Regions from separate parts of the Mus musculus genome. Here region 2 is linked to region 1. Evidence: chromatin contacts called from public promoter capture Hi-C data. All regions are on one chromosome and are shown on one strand. The core of a region is the stretch at or near the end of the contact, and the rest is flanking DNA. Distances in the headings are between cores, read along the strand shown. Region 1 overlaps Gm46948 (a long non-coding RNA gene). Region 2 has its middle 14 kb from the start of Pdk4.

The links. Promoter capture Hi-C pulls out the DNA fragments that hold promoters and counts their contacts.
Region 2: a promoter capture Hi-C map of 3T3-L1-derived adipocytes shows a contact between it and region 1, with 2.3 times the contacts expected there. The contact joins two enhancer-like sites. A contact is called at or near these places in 4 of 39 promoter capture datasets (the 3T3-L1 cell line, 3T3-L1-derived adipocytes, hippocampal neurons and 1 more), 1 of 115 datasets of contacts at active chromatin or transcription factors (the NIH/3T3 cell line) and 1 of 9 other capture datasets (embryonic stem cells).

The regions. Positions count from the first base shown.
Region 1 is chr6:4,454,604-4,462,292 of GRCm38.p6, forward strand. The region is part of intron 1 of Gm46948 (a long non-coding RNA gene); the gene reads right to left. Among named protein-coding and RNA genes, the nearest start is that of Gm46948, 6.8 kb to the right of the region's middle. Within about 2 kb of position 2,763, at least 113 of the 459 cell types and tissues checked have an H3K27ac peak or open chromatin away from gene starts, as enhancers often do. A contact at or near this core is called in 3T3-L1-derived adipocytes and the NIH/3T3 cell line, where this site is marked.
Region 2 is chr6:5,506,723-5,514,411 of GRCm38.p6, forward strand. No RefSeq gene overlaps it. Among named protein-coding and RNA genes, the nearest start is that of Pdk4, 14 kb to the left of the region's middle. Within about 2 kb of position 2,814, at least 106 of the 459 cell types and tissues checked have an H3K27ac peak or open chromatin away from gene starts, as enhancers often do. A contact at or near this core is called in 3T3-L1-derived adipocytes and the NIH/3T3 cell line, where this site is marked.

The DNA of each region.
Region 1 (7,689 bases), core at 1,513-4,012:
TCGAGGTGAGTATGTCCTTGAGGCTAAAGCTTTGTCTTTTCTCATCTGGAGACTTTGAAAGCCAGCAAAGTGCTTGGCACATTATTAGTGTTTGTTGATTGAATGAAAGGATGAAGAAATGAATGTAAGTGAAATTAAGACATATTTCTTACTGACAGACACTAATGACTAAAAAAGCCTTCCAACAAATGAGCAGAGTTGACAATTAAAGTGTAAATAGGAATCTAATGAATGTTCTAATTGATCTTCCCTGCTTTAAAATGTAGCCAGAATTTTTTAACCTTGAGATACAATTCTCAGCAAATTAGTAGACTGTCCTTGTGTGAAAATCTCTTTAATCAATCTAATAGTTGTCTGCTCCACTATAGACTTCAACTCTGCTGCCAAATTGGTGTTTTGTTTTGTTCGCCTTAACAAGAGTTATTCATTAATAATGCATTTATATACATGGACATATTTTACATTAACATGTGTTTAGTTTAGCACCTTGTACTTTTATGAAAATATATAATATAGAATACGTGTTATTTATTAAAAGCTTTTTGAGGGTAGTAAGACTAAGAAGTAGAAGGAAATTCTTTTCTGAGGATTTTGCCTGAAAGGAAACAATAAATCAGGCTTTAAAGGGATTTTTTACTTTAAATTGATTCTTTCTCTAGTTCTTCTGAAGTCTCAAGAACATGGCTCCTAAACATGCCTTAGCCCGCTGACAAGCTTAACAGAGTTTAGAAAGGACTAACCATGAGGTAGCTTTAAAAAAAAAAGTTATTTATCTGTACTAGACCACTCACTTCCAGACTACAAGATTTGGAGGCTACATGGTGATTTTAAACTTGGAATCCATGGGAGCGATGAGCATTGTCCCCACCCAGCAGAGGGGACAGTAAGGGTAAGTAGTGTTTTGGTCTGGAACCCAAAGTAGCTCCAGTTGCATTGCAGGGAGCTAAGGGAAGCCAGTAGGGCATAGCACTCTAGTTACTTCCATCTGCAGGAAGACAAAGGAAAAGGTTGCAACTGTTTCTTGGTGAAAAAGATGTGTGCTGTGATTAAGGTTATGGGATCCCAAGGGGCCAGCCCTAAACACACAAAAATATCAGCAACTCTAGTCATGATTAATGGAGAGGTCATGATTTTGAGTTCAAATGAAAAAATGCTAAATGAGAGTTAGAAAGGGTATGGTGTGGTGTATGAAATTCTAAAACAAACAAACACACAAAATTAAAAAGATCCAGCCTCGGAGTTTTTTTTAAGTACTACGGGAACTAACGGTACACATCCCTCACACAGGAGTACGGGGAGATGCTCATACACGTGGACAACTACAGCCTACAGAGAGGATTTCTATATAAATCAAAGACCCAAAGATTACATTCCCCAGGGATTTGGGATTTGGAGGTTGGGAAGCTTTCAAACAAAGCATTACAATTTGCCAGGGGAGTGGGGGTGGGGTGGGGGGAAGCATCCGTGCTAACGATCTACCAGACACTGAGAGAACAACTACACACAATTCCAGCAGGGGTGGACTAAAGCCTCTACTTTCCTATGAATCCTCCAGCAACCAACCCCTCCCCCCATGCCCCTTCCTGCTGCAGTTATCTGGCCTAGAAGAAATAGGGGTTGAGAAGAGGCAGGAGGCAGGAGGCAGGGGATTGCGGATAACATTCCCTGCCCTTGCTTTCAAATCCTTCAAGCCACTCTCTTCAACAGACCTGGGTAAGGGACAGTGAGAAGCCTCAACTTCAATTACCATGGAGACTAGCACAGGAAAGTCCAGCCTCTAATGACCAAAATACCCCACCCACCCAAGCTCGAAGGACACAAGATGTCTCATTATCTGAGGTCAACCAAAAGAGCTATTGTGTTGTTTCAGGAATTCATCCAGGGACAGAAAAGAATTTGTCTCACAGAGTGGGTGGGAGGGCAGTGGGAGTCAGGAGAGGACCTTTTGACCTCCGACAAGGACTTCACTTGGTTATTACAGCAAGGATGGTTTACAACATCCAGATTCCAGAATCTTCCCAGTCTTTAAACAGGTTCTCCAAGGAAGTATGAGGGGGGAAATGCATTTCATTGTTTGCTTTCTATGTAGTTCTCTACAGAAATCCTAAGAAAGATTAAGAAGTGCTTCCAGCCCCTACTGATCTCCGGAAGCCCTAACTCTGACTCAGGCAGTCAAACAACAGTGCAAATTCATTTTGCTAGGAGTTCAGAACTTGATATGTGGCTCTGCACTCCCTGCCCCCTTTCCACCACAACCTCTCCTATTGCTGCACAGTAACTGGGGAGTTTGTTTTCAGATGGTATGCTGGAAATAAACACATGCCAGAAAAACCTGCTCTCCCTTACTTCACATCCTCTCCTCTCCTCTCCTCTCCTCGCAGCAAGATCCTCCATGAAGGAAGCATTTGCTTGCAAGCCATCATTGTTTCCTTTTCCACAGACTCAGCCTCTTTCCGGAGGCTGGCCTGGGCTCTCCACACCCACAGGAGTAGTCCTAGCCCTCCTTCCAAGGAGTTGTGGCTTTAGCCCCTACCCGGCAGGTTTAGTGGCAGAGGTCTCAGTATGCCTGGAGCCTAAACCCACAGGAAGATGAAACAACACAAACTTGGAACTTAGAGGACCTCATTTGAAACTGTTATCCTGAAAAGTGATGCAACGGTTAAAGAAGAGAGAAAAATTGGGCTCTTAAAAACCAGGCGGCCGTTATTATGTCGGACTAGGAAAGTAACCACAAAGTGTTCTTAATGTGACTCAGTGGTTATCATTTCAAACCAGACCAAGACCAGGAAGATGCGAGGATAATCATGAAATAGGAGGCACGCCGCGGTGGAGCACCAGTTAGTTCCAAATGTGTTCATTTATTCATTTGCAGTAATGGCCTCAGAAATCAGTGGAGTGGTCTCCAGGATGTAGAGGAGTAAAATACTTTTCCAACCTTTATAGTCACATGACTAATTCGGATTTCAAAAGGAACACTAACTTGCTAAGGGTACTATAAAAAGAGAAAGGGAGAGAGTGCAAATTCCACCCCGCTTTAAGCTTTAATCGTGGTCCATGGCAAGTCCCCCTAATGACTTCCAGCTGCTTCCATTTGGTTAGTTGCTTTGACAGACCTCTCCTACAAACTTGGAACATTTAACGAAAGGGGGAAGGAAAAAAAGGTTTCCTTTGCCTTCCTTCCACTGCATTCTAACCAAAAGCAGATTTTTGCTGGATTATATAAGAATGTGATGAGTTGGAAGGAGTGGGGGAGGGGAGGGCGGAGCCAAAAGCCTGCCTCTGCTTTTTGCAGTCTCCACAAACCATTCCACAGGAGGCCCAGAGGAAAAACTGCTCACCCGGGGAGCCCACACCCTTCTCCTGTAGAAGCCAAAGGTTACTTTTACTTGGATGTACTGTAATGTCTGAAGTGAAGAGACTACCCAAAATTAAGCTACAGCAGAATGGTTGCAAATAATAGTGTTAAAAGTTTTAAATATTTTAAAAGTTTTCTCGTATCCCTTCCTCTCCTCCATCACAATGCGAAAGTTATTTACTGTCAAATTCTTACAAACTGAATGGCCTAAAGTTAAATCATCTCTCTCTTTGCATAAAAGCAGAGAACAATAAAAATATGAAGAATAATATTACAAAAGATGGTTTTAATATTTTTATTAACACAGACCTCTCTTTTTCTGTGTTTCCTCGCAGGCTTCTGGGGCTTGAATGTAGGGTTTCATAGATGCCATTCATGCACGCTGAATAAGAGAGCCTATTATAAATCATGAGCTGGGGTTGAGGATTTAACTCAGTGTACAGCACTTGCCTAGCAAGCACAAGGCCTTGGGTTTGATCCTCAGATCTGGGGAAAAAAAAATCATGAGCTGAGATTTCATATCCTTCTTAGAATCTTAGTTTCCGTCTTAGAATCTTAGTTTTGTTCCGAGCATACGCCTTTTTTTTTTTTTTTCTTTCTTTTTTGGTTCTTTGGAAACAGGGTTTCTCTGTATAGCCCTGCGGTCCTGGAATTCACTTTGCAGACCAAAGCTGGCCTCGAACTCAGAAATCCGAGAGTGCTGGGATTAAAGGCATGCACCACCACACCAGGCCAGCATACTCTTTAAAAGCTGAAGTCATCACTTCTTAAGGGTTCTCTGAGATCACCATCCGTCCCCCGCCCTCCCCCCTCCACAACTTCTAGTAGTAATAGCACACATTAGGTTGGTTTTCCATGAATACATGTGGGAGAAAGAAAAGCTTTTGGGGATGGATCAAGCAAGGTGAAAAAGAAAGACATTGTATTTGATGAATTAATAGACCATTTGCGATTCTGAGCATCTATAATTCTCAGTATAAAAATAGATCGCATATTTTCATTTGTAGGACAGACAGCAAAGAACTTCGGTGGGTCTTCATATCCCTCTAGTAAAAATTACCCCAGACATCTAAAAATGTATTCATCTTTTGAAAATTTGTTAAAAATTAGCCTGTTGCTACCGTTACAAACTAGTCAGTAAGAAAATGATATTTATACTCTATCCCAGATGCTTTATTTATTAATATTGCATGTTTAACACTGCATCTCTGCAAGTAGGCACTTTTTAAAAATAATATTAATGAATTGTATTTAAATTATCAGAGGTAAAAGAAATAATAGTCAAGTAGGTCTTGGAGAGACATCTGATACTTATCTACTTTTATTTTAACTTCTTTTTAAAAATATTGGGTACAAGAGATATTAAAACTCAAATATAATTTTCTCCTACATCTTATTTTTCAGAATTTAGGAACATTTAGGAACATTCAGAATATGAGGATAATCATGCTATTAGCTGGAGAAAGTACCATTTCTTGTCCTCAGATGTAAATGTAGGCTTCACCTGTATGCATAGCCTTCCTTCAGGAAGTTTTGGGGAATTAAGTCTCCCTAAAACACAGGAAATTCTCCCTGTTATGATATTTCTTTTTCCTGTTTTGGGGTTTGCATTTTAATATTTAATGTTTCATTTTTAAATTTAATTTAATATTTTACTTTATTTTACAAAATTTAATATTTTAATTTAATTTAATATTTAATGTTATCTGTTGATTTTCTTGTTTACTGCCAACATTTTGTTCAGAGGCTCTCACGTATGACGGACCATGCACTAGGAGCAGAGAAATCCACCTGTTTATAATTTTGACAACTGGTAAACCCAGGAATTACCCTGGTTTTGAAGTAGATTCTCCATTTCTTTATGTATTGATCATTTCAGTAAAATCTCAGCCATGAAATTGTTCATTTCCAAAGTAAGAATTATGTAGATTAAATTGGTCAGCACTGCAGAATGTGTGTGTGCTGTAGTCTACATAGATTTTCTTTTGCTTGGCCACCTTTTTAATGTATTTTTAATCTTCCTGTTTATTTCTTCATCTTACTTTTCATTAAACATACTCATATATAAAACATTACTAAAAAATATCCCTATGCCACATTTCTTTTCCTTCCAAGTGATAAATTCCTTAATTACATTGGCAGCACCTGGTCCAACTTTCCATCCTGGGGGACAGCTGCTGACACAGAGACAGCATTAAGAATAGCTTCTTACGAGCTCTGGGGGTACTGCTTAGTTTATATTGTTGTTCCACCTATAGGGTTGCAGACCCCTTCAGCTCCTTGGGTGCTTTCTCTAGCTTCTCCATTGGGGGCCCGGTGTTCCATCTTATAGATGACTGTGAGCATCCACTTCTGTATTTGCCAAGCACTGGCATAGCCTCATATGAGACAGGGTCCCTATAACAGGGTCCCTTCAGCAAAGTCTTTCTGGCATATGCAATAGTGTCTGGGTTTGGTGGCTGATAATGGGATGGATCCCTGGGTGGGTTAGTCTCTGGATAGTCCATCCTTTCGTCTTAGCTCCAAATTTTGTCCCCGTAACTCCTTTCATGGGTATTTTGTTCCCTATTCTAAGGAGGAATTGGCCATCACTGGGGAGAGAGGCCCCTTGGTTTTGCAAACTTTATATGCCCCAGTACAGGGGAATGCCAGGGTGGGTGGGTAGGGGAGCTTGGCAGAGGGAGGGTATAGGGAACTTTCAGGATAACATTTGAAATGTATATAAAGAAAATATCTAATAAAAAAGAAAGAGAGAGAGAGAGAGAGAGAGAGAGAGAGAGAGAGAGAGAGAGAGAGAGAGAGGAAGGAAGGAAGGAAGGAAGGAAGGAAGGAAGGAAGGAAGGAAGGAAGGAAGGAAGAATAGCTTGTTAGATAAAAGCACTGAAGCCTGCTCCCTGGAAGAAAAGTATAAAATAGATCTTAAAAGCATTAATAAATTAATTCAAACACAGTTTCAGATAAACTATTAGCAGGTCCTCAAGTCTAACACTTCTGGCATGTCCACCAAGGAAGGCCAACCGTAGCCCATCAGGGTGTAAACACAGCTGCGGTCCTCCCTGTGACATGATTAGTTGTGATTTATTGCACATGTCTGCCTGCAAAGCTTCTCAAAGCACATAAAGTCATAATCTCCAAAGTCACCCAGTGACAAGTGTGTCCCTGGGACCCATTGCTCACCTGGAGCAGCAGGCCTCATTTATCTACTTGGCATCTCAGTTCCTAGCCTCAAGGCCTGAAACTTTAGATTTTGTCAAATCAAATGGGTGATAAAGTACGATGTAGGTAGTATCTGTTAAAAGGTACTGAGTCACTTCTCTTACTTTTTTTTTTTGTCTTTTTTTTTTCCTCACAAAATAAAGTCCTGGAATTATAGATCCCATATAGATTTATTCTAAGTTGTCTTTCTTAAGAAGATACATGTGTTACCATACCACAGGTCATTTGAAGACGGGGTAGACTTGGAAGATTCAAGGAACAGTGCAATAGTTCCAAAAGAAAAAGAAAACAAAGACTCTGAACACAACTCAGTTGCCCTTGGCAATAAACAGAAAGTTGCAAATAAAGGAGGAAGGCCAGGTAAAGCTCAAACTCAAAATAGAGGTAGAGACCCAGAGTGGCATGGGCTATATAGTCCCACAACTCACTAAGTTCACAGGGGACTGGAGAGATGGCTCAGTGATTAAGAGCACTGACTGCTCTTCCAGGGGTCCTGAGTTCAAATCCCCGCAACCACATTGGTGCCTCATAACCATCCATAATGAGATCCGATGCCCTCCTCTGGTGTGTCTGAAGACAACTACAGTGTACTTACATATAATAAATAAATAAATCTTAAAAAAAAAAAAGAAGTAGGATCATGAGTTCAAGGCCAGACTATTCAAGATTCTGTCTGGAAAAGTACACAGACAGACAGACACACATACACACTCACACACACATACAAACATTCTCACACACACAATCATAAATGAAGACATCTCTCTAAGAAGATGACCCTCAATGAGGTTTTAATTAGATCAAGTCACCTTATATATCATATATGGTTCACGTATACTATAAAATTTATTCTTATTTTCAAGTAGACAATGCTCATCCATATTCAGGGAATGACATAAGTTAATAGAAAGTTAAAATTTGTGATTTTTCCATTGGGGGTGGAAGGGGGGAACAAGTTACTGTAGTTACTTTTCCTTAACACCCCTTCAAATACACTATTCCTTGACAAACCAACCTTGGCAATTAATAGTCTCATCAATAAAGGTAGGCTTTCTCTTCTCATCCTTTCTTACCCTCTGTGAAAGAAGAAGAATGACCGACCAGAGCCAACTAATCAA
Region 2 (7,689 bases), core at 1,564-4,063, 1.1 Mb after region 1:
CCCATCCAAAAGACCAGTTTGTGCCTGGTAAACCCTCTCTGGGTTTCTAGTCTCTGGGAAGTATTTTATTCTGCTGCTCCTGAAGCATACTGGCACATAAGCTTACACTCATTCACCCCAGTGCCTCACTGGGCTGACACAAAATTTACAAGGCTGATCCACACTTGTGTATCTGTAGTTCCCATGCAAATAGTCCTGTTCCTGCTGACTTCTGAGTATCTTGGTGTCAGCGTGAGTTCTAAAAGTTTAAAAATTGAAACAATCTATGGCACTGTGAATCTACAATAAATCACATAAAGATTCCAACAATTACCACCTCCTCCCAGCTATGAAATATTCTTTTTGCATAGAGGGGATAAAAGTTGGAGAAGAAATGACAACAGATTCAGTTGACCCATAAAAGGAGATAGTGTATAGAAAATAAAAACCATGATTTGGTTTTGTGGGTTTGAGAACAAAGGCAAATCAATATTTTAATTTCCTCAGTAAAGTTAACCTTACATTTCTATTAAGTATTTTTGGCTTCTTCTGAGTGCTGCCTTATCTTCCCATATGGGACAAAGTGTCATGGAATCATAAGAAATATTTCCAAAAACCCACGTGATTGATATTTTGAAAACTTAAGCACAGATGTACTCACTATGAAGACTGCCAGGATGTCCATAGTGCTTAGATGTTGGTGGTGTTTATCTTTGCTCCGTAAATGCGTCTCTGATGTTAAACAATGAAATGATAGTTTTTAATTGTAAGCAAGTAAATATTTCAAAAGTTAAAATGGTGATATATGGAGCAAGAGAACTGAAGAATTTGGCAAATACATTCTCTTAAGTAGTTTTTAAAAATAATTAATCAGAATAAATAAATAAATAAATAAATAAGCAAGGTACATTCTCTTAAGAAGGTTTGAAAAAATTAATCAGAATAAATAAACAAACAAACAAATAAATAAGGTAATAGAAATGGGCTAGCATCTCTCTTGTCTTCTTTTCAATCCCCTTGCCATGAAGCACGAGCTAGGTCCCAAGGAGCTGGTGTCCTGCTCTGCTCTCCATTTTCACTTGGACCCAGTGTCTTCTGAGAGCTGCTGCTGGGGTACGGCAAGCTGAAATTCCACAACCTTCCAAGGCTTCTGCCTTTCCTCTGCTTACTGACCATTGCCTACGTTTCCTAAGATCATCACCAAACAAGGTATTCTTCTGTGTAGTCCTGGCACTCACGGAATCCATGTAGAAGTCTCTTACTTAGAAAACTCCAGTGCTTGTCCTAGCCTGCCCTTGGTTCATGTGCTGTGACAGCCTTTGGTAACCTTTCTGACTTTCCACACAGTCAAGCACTCACAGCCAAGTCCTGGGTCATCTGGAAGACACGCATATTCTCTAGAGGAAATCGTTTTGTGGCTGTTTTTATTTTCTCTAACTCAGAGTAGTGTTAAGACAGAAGTTATGTCAACATTACCCTGAGTAAGTCACTTCTTGACGGTCAAAGGACAGAGGCCCAAATGTTACCCGTAAACTGAAAATACTATTTAAATCAAACGTATGGTTTAAAATTGGAAGTTATTCCTTCCCCATACCACTGGGTCTGCTTCACAAGAAGGTAGATTGTTACCTCTCTTTCTGTTTGGTCTAACTTGCCTTGCTGCTCAGCCCTCCAGGCGTGGTGGAGTCAGTGGCCAGCTTGGAGAGGCTCCATGCTTCTGTCTCCTGGTCTAAGGGTCCACCTGGGCTATGAGCAGCAGCATCTGGCCTGACTCCTTTAATGATACAGAAGGACAGTCCTTAGCATGACTATAGGAGGCAAAAAATTAGAATCCATGTATTATCCTACTCTCCTCACTTGCAAAAGAGGGCAGAGAGAGCTAGCAGGAAGCATGGATGTGCTAACCCTCAGTTTGAATAGAAACCTCTGCCTCACTTGCCTGGGGTTCATAAGTTCTACTTAGAAAAAAAAAAGTAAATGTTAAAAAAAACTTTTACATTAGTCTTTTTGATATCTGATTATTAAGAATGTCTGTTTACTTAACAAAGAAAACAGGCAACAGTGTTAACTGAGTTTGAAATACACCAGTTACTGTCTACTCTGTAATTTTGTGTTTTGAGGGTACTGATGTTTTCTTACATGTAAAGACTGGGTCAGATTTGTCTGAGATAAACTAGAATATCTTTGTAACCATCCTGGCAAGACTGAAAATATTCTAGAGACACTGGTCCCCTCCTTTTGACTCTCAGACGATTGAAACCATGATCCCCAAGGAATTGGGATTTCTGCTGGAATCGGTTGGGACAAAAAAGAAGCTGAACTCCAGTGCCAGCCATAGGGATATATCTCCCAGAAAGAGATTTCGCACAGTTCTGAAGAGGTTTTTGGACCACCTGGCAGGCAAGACAGGGGCTGGCTCAAAATGAGGACCCACCCAAACTTGATTATGCTCTTATTTCTGTTTATACCCAGAGATAGACTTGGGAGGGGGTACTAGACTGCTTGACAATGTGGGCAATGGAATACGTCTTCCTCTGTTTTTCTTGTCTCTGTAATTACCCTGTTGAGGATTGTGGAGGAGCCTGGTTTGTTAGGGCTTCCAGGGCCCAGGCTCTGACCCTAACAACTCTTCTAACATCTTCAATTTTAATATCACCACACAGACATACAGTTCTTTCCTCTGCTCTAAAAATAAATTAGAGGAGCCGAAGTGCTGAGTTCAGAAAACATGTTTATAATCTTGAGTGACAAATAGGGTCTGGCTGGATTTCAACAGCCAGTGCTGGGGCCAAAGAGGACCCAGGCAGAGTACGAAAGGTCGGGGCTCTCCTGTTGCATCCTTTCTTCTGCCCTTCACACACTGGGCAGCACTATCTTGTATTTTAATGTCCAGACTCCTGAATGCATGCTGATTCGAGCATTCTTTACTTTAACAACGTGCTATTTCAAGCACAGGGATTATTTTACTTTGCCAGGGCAGCAGTAACTTGTTTCTTGTTTGAAAATAAAGGGACTTCCTGTCCCCACAGTTTTATCTGGGTTGTTTGAGAAGAAGAAAAAAAAAAAAAAGCTCGTCTTACAGAAGCCAGGCAGGTACCACCTTGCTTTCCCAAGGCAGATGAAGTAGGTGAAAGGTTAGTCGCACACCCACTCCAACAGCCCAGCCGGAACTGCCTGGCAGCTCAGTCAACATGGGGAAGTTTAGTAGGTGAAGGGTCACTCTTGTGCAGTAATAACCTTCCATGCATCAACGCCCAGGCATCTAGTTTCTGTTCGTGGAAATAGAGTTCTCTGGGGGAAAGGTTACACCAACCCTAGAATAGCCCATGACTATTCCAACAGCATCCAAGTAGGAGTCTAATGTGCCTTTTCTAAATTCTGTTGCCCAAGTGGAAAAACAGGTTGTGAAGTGCAGTAGGGGCCACCCAGTACTGACTGAGAGGAACTGAATGTCTTGCAGGCTCATATATTTATACTAGATAAATAGAATACATAACAGAAAGGGGAGAGATTCTTTTAAAAAATCTATTACTATAAAAAGAACCTGTGAGTTTTCTTACTACTAGTTCTAGACTAGAGCAGTAGCCCATCTTCAGGCCAGGCTACTAAAGACACTTCAAAACATGCTATAAACTCCCGACTTAGCAAACACTATAGCCCGTGTTCCACATTGTGAGCTGTATGGAGCAAGTGGGCCATGGTGTCTGTTTTCTAGGTCATGTATGGTGGGAAAATAAACAAGAGCAAAGTGGGAAATCATGCCTGTGATGCTGAGATTCTTAAAATTAATACTTTTCTTGCAGCTCTATGTAGACTGGTATAAAATCTCTATTCAAGAAACTAGAACAAAAGCTGTGGCCTCGAGCCCCCTCCCTTGCTTCTTGCCCTAAGACTCTGGCTATGCCGGGCGTGGTGGTGCACACTTTTAATCCCAGCACTCAGGAGGTAGAAGCAGGCAGATTTCTGAGTTCGAGCCCAGCCTGGCCTACAAAGTGAGTTCCAGGACAGCCTGTCTCGAAAAACCACAAAAAAACACACACACAAAAAAAGAGTTTGGCTATTAGATTTTTGCTTGTTTGTTTGTTGTTCACTTTGTTGTTGTTTTAATAGGCTCTAGATTTTATAGGGCAGGGAGGACTGTGTTTGGGAGGCTACCATGGCATAGTTTTGAGAGAGACCTTGCAAACAAGGTTCCATGGTTCCCAGAGTTAGATAAATTCGATCCTGCCACCCCTGAGAGATGCAGAATAGAAGGAATGAGCATGAACAACATCTCAAGATGAATATATACAAAAGACAGAGAGCTGGCTTACTCACAGCACAGACGAAACTTGCCCAATGTCAACTCCATGGAAAGAGAACAGGGTGAACTTAGATAGGTTCATGTTTGCCCGTCTTATCTGAAATCATTGGGTGGTAGACGAAATGTTCTTGACGGTGTCAAGGAGCAGGCAGCTGGATAGACTGTTATTCTGAGAGGAAAGGGTGCGAATGCTGACTGTGAAGGAGAAAACCTAGAAAAGGAGAGCAAGGTAATGGGGGGGGGGGTCCTCTATGCTTTCACCTGAGCCCTCTCCTCCTTTCCTCCATTTCTTACTGCTCCCTCTTATTTTTCTCTTGGTCTTCTTTTAAAGACTGATTCTGAGTTATTCATACCCTTTCATGACTGTTAGTGGATATTACATTCCATGGCACTTTCCAAGAATCTATACCAACTTGATAGCCAATAGGAGGCCACTCTTACTAGACATACTTTTGAGATCTCCAAATGACTGGAGTTCCAAATTCCTTCATATTTTAACCTAACCTCTAATGGAACTCTTAGTTTCTTCTGACTCTGCACTGAAGAACTATTAGGATACAATCTGTCCTTCAGAGAAATGTTTCTAATAGTCTGATCTACCTATTTTAATATTTTAAATTATAAAATCTTTCCAAGCCAGTAAATTGCTACTTCACTGTTTGCCATTTCTCAAGAAGGGAAGATTTGTATGTTGTGGCAACCAAAGAGAAAATTAAGGTAATTTCTCCATAGATCTGGAAAAAGTGGCAATAACTAATGGGTCTGTCCTTTACGAAACATTCTAAGTGAACAGCACATTGGCTACAGAGCCATTTAATGTAGCCATTGGCAGTTTTTCTCATTTAGACCATGGTTAAATTGTTGCATCTGAGTATTGTAGGAGACATATCAGATAAACACTGGCAAGAATTGGTGAGGTATTGATTTTTCTTCAGTCTAAAAGTTTGCTAAGTAAATGAAAAGTAATTTGCCTTCGCTGTAACATTTTCCTGAGGCCTCCCTGAAAGCCAACGCAGGCTTTTCCTTTAGTACCTGAAGTTTAATTACCAGAAAAGCCAAGGACCTGTTAGTCAATCAGACCTCATATGAGAACATTACAATCATTTAGGTGTGAATACATTTTTCCACCCTTACCTTTGATATCCTTCTCCCTGCCCCCTTCAGATCACACCCCTGTGTTCACAGTAACTCTGAAAACACCAAAGGGTAGCTATGGGGTCTTCAGTACACTTTGTGTGCACATCCCAAACTGCACTCATTTGAAATAACAGATGCTGTGTTTTGCAACAGGGAAGGACAGGATGAGAATAAACAGATCACAGGCTCTTCATTTCTTTCTCTTTTTTTTTTTCCATTAAAGATTTTCTGAAAGTAAATATAATCACCCAGTCTCCCCTCCATCCCCGCCCCTTCTCCTTTAAACACCTACTCACTGAGAGAGAATCTTTGGGAGAGAAAAGTCATCCATTTATCTAGGACTCAGTTTCCACTGTAGTAAAAGTCAAATGTTGCACAGATGAGCTCTGGGGTGTAGTTTGGCTTTACTATCTTGCTGTTCACTCATTTCCCCACAGGGTGAGTCTAATCTTTATTGCAGTTCTTTTGATTCATGTTCATCAAGCATAAGCCACTTCTCCAAGGAGGAACTCTGTACAGCATCGGTGGTGGTTTGAATATGCTTGACCCAGGGAGTGGTATTATTAGGAGGTGTGGCCTTGTTGGAGGAAGTGTGTTACTATGGGTATGGGCTCTAAGACCCTCATCTTAGCTGCCTGGAAGGCAGTCTTCTCTAGCTGCCTTCAGATGAAGATATAAAACTCTCAGCTCCATCTGCATGTCCCGACCTGTTTTTATCTTGTGGAGACTCAGAACTCCACAATCTCTCCACCCAGCTTGCTAGGTTACCCTCCCTCTAACATTTGTGGTGCTCCTCAGACAAACACATGCTTTGCTGCCATACCTTTCTCTCTTGAACCTGGAAAAGCCATCACATGAAAGAAAATACAATATAAACTTAGTTCAGAAATGATGATAACTCAATAACTGGGTGCAGCATTAAAATCCTAATCTTATAAGCCTTATTAAGTCTAAATTCTCTGGTGGTGAATCCTGACAGATCCGCCACTGAAGCTAGGACACACTCGTAGCTACATCTTGTCCTCCTGCTATCCCCATCACCAGAAAAAAACAAAACGTGACTAACACTCTTGTAGTGTCTTCACCAAGCATTTAGTAAATGATTGGCCTGACTTACAGCTGAATGTCAGGTAACACCCTGGGTTCCTCTTGGAGAATATTTCCATTTTGTTTTGTCCTGAAAGTTTGCCTCCCCAGGAAGGAAGCTGGGATCTGAATCAGACTCCTGGATCATTCCTTAATGTAGCTTATAAAAACCTAAGCATTTTCAGTGACATATATGGAAGTAAATACAGTGGGTGAGTATCAATGGAGTCTGAGCTGTGAAGATCAAATAGCTCTCGGCCATGGACCCACTAAGCTTCAGCAATCTCTACTCCTAAACTCTTGACATCTTTATTGAAACTGATCTTAGCACTTAGAGATTTTTGTGGATACAGGTGAGAGGCATTGACTCTTCCTGAAGATGCCATCAGGAGTATCTGTAGGCCACATGACATAGATGCTGGGAACTGAACTTGGATTTTCTAAAAGAGTGAAAGCCATTTCTCCAAAACCTCTCATATAGTCTTGAATCTCATGTGAGCAATGCAGTTGTGCGAATGCTGACAGGTGCTGATCAGTCTATTATCAATGGAGGCAGAGCTGTGAGTACCAAAGAGCTCTCAGGCATAGACTTCAGAAATCCCTACTCCAGAACTCTCAGACATATTTATTGAACCTGATCCTCTTACCACTTAGAAACTGTGTAAATAACTTTTCTTTTTGGTTCAAATAGTACAAGTCAGGGGCAACTACATATTTGTAATCTAGATCTACAAGCTGTTAATCAACACACCAGTAGGAGATCCTATGGAATTTTCTCATGCATATGTAGATCAATACATTCATACTTATACATTACTTTCCTAAGACTTGCCTCTGACCATCCCCAGCCCTTCTCCATCTCATAGACTTACAGTCATACTTAGTTGTAATGTCTCTCTTATTCTTTTACTCTTCTCTTGACAGTATTGACAAGGATTGAAATAGTTTACGAGGTACCAGTATCTTGCTGTTTGTTGAGCTTACTGGTGGTCAAAACTCCCATACCTAGTCTACACAAACACAGGCACTTAACTACTTGCTGCTTCAACCACAATAAGTTTGGTTTGTTTTTTACCTGTCCAAAACTCAGTCCATCCAAACGCCTTATGTTGTTTATCTCTTAAAAAAAATTGTATCACCTAAAGTTTGACAACCCCAATCTTGTCATTGAACTAAAGATGTTG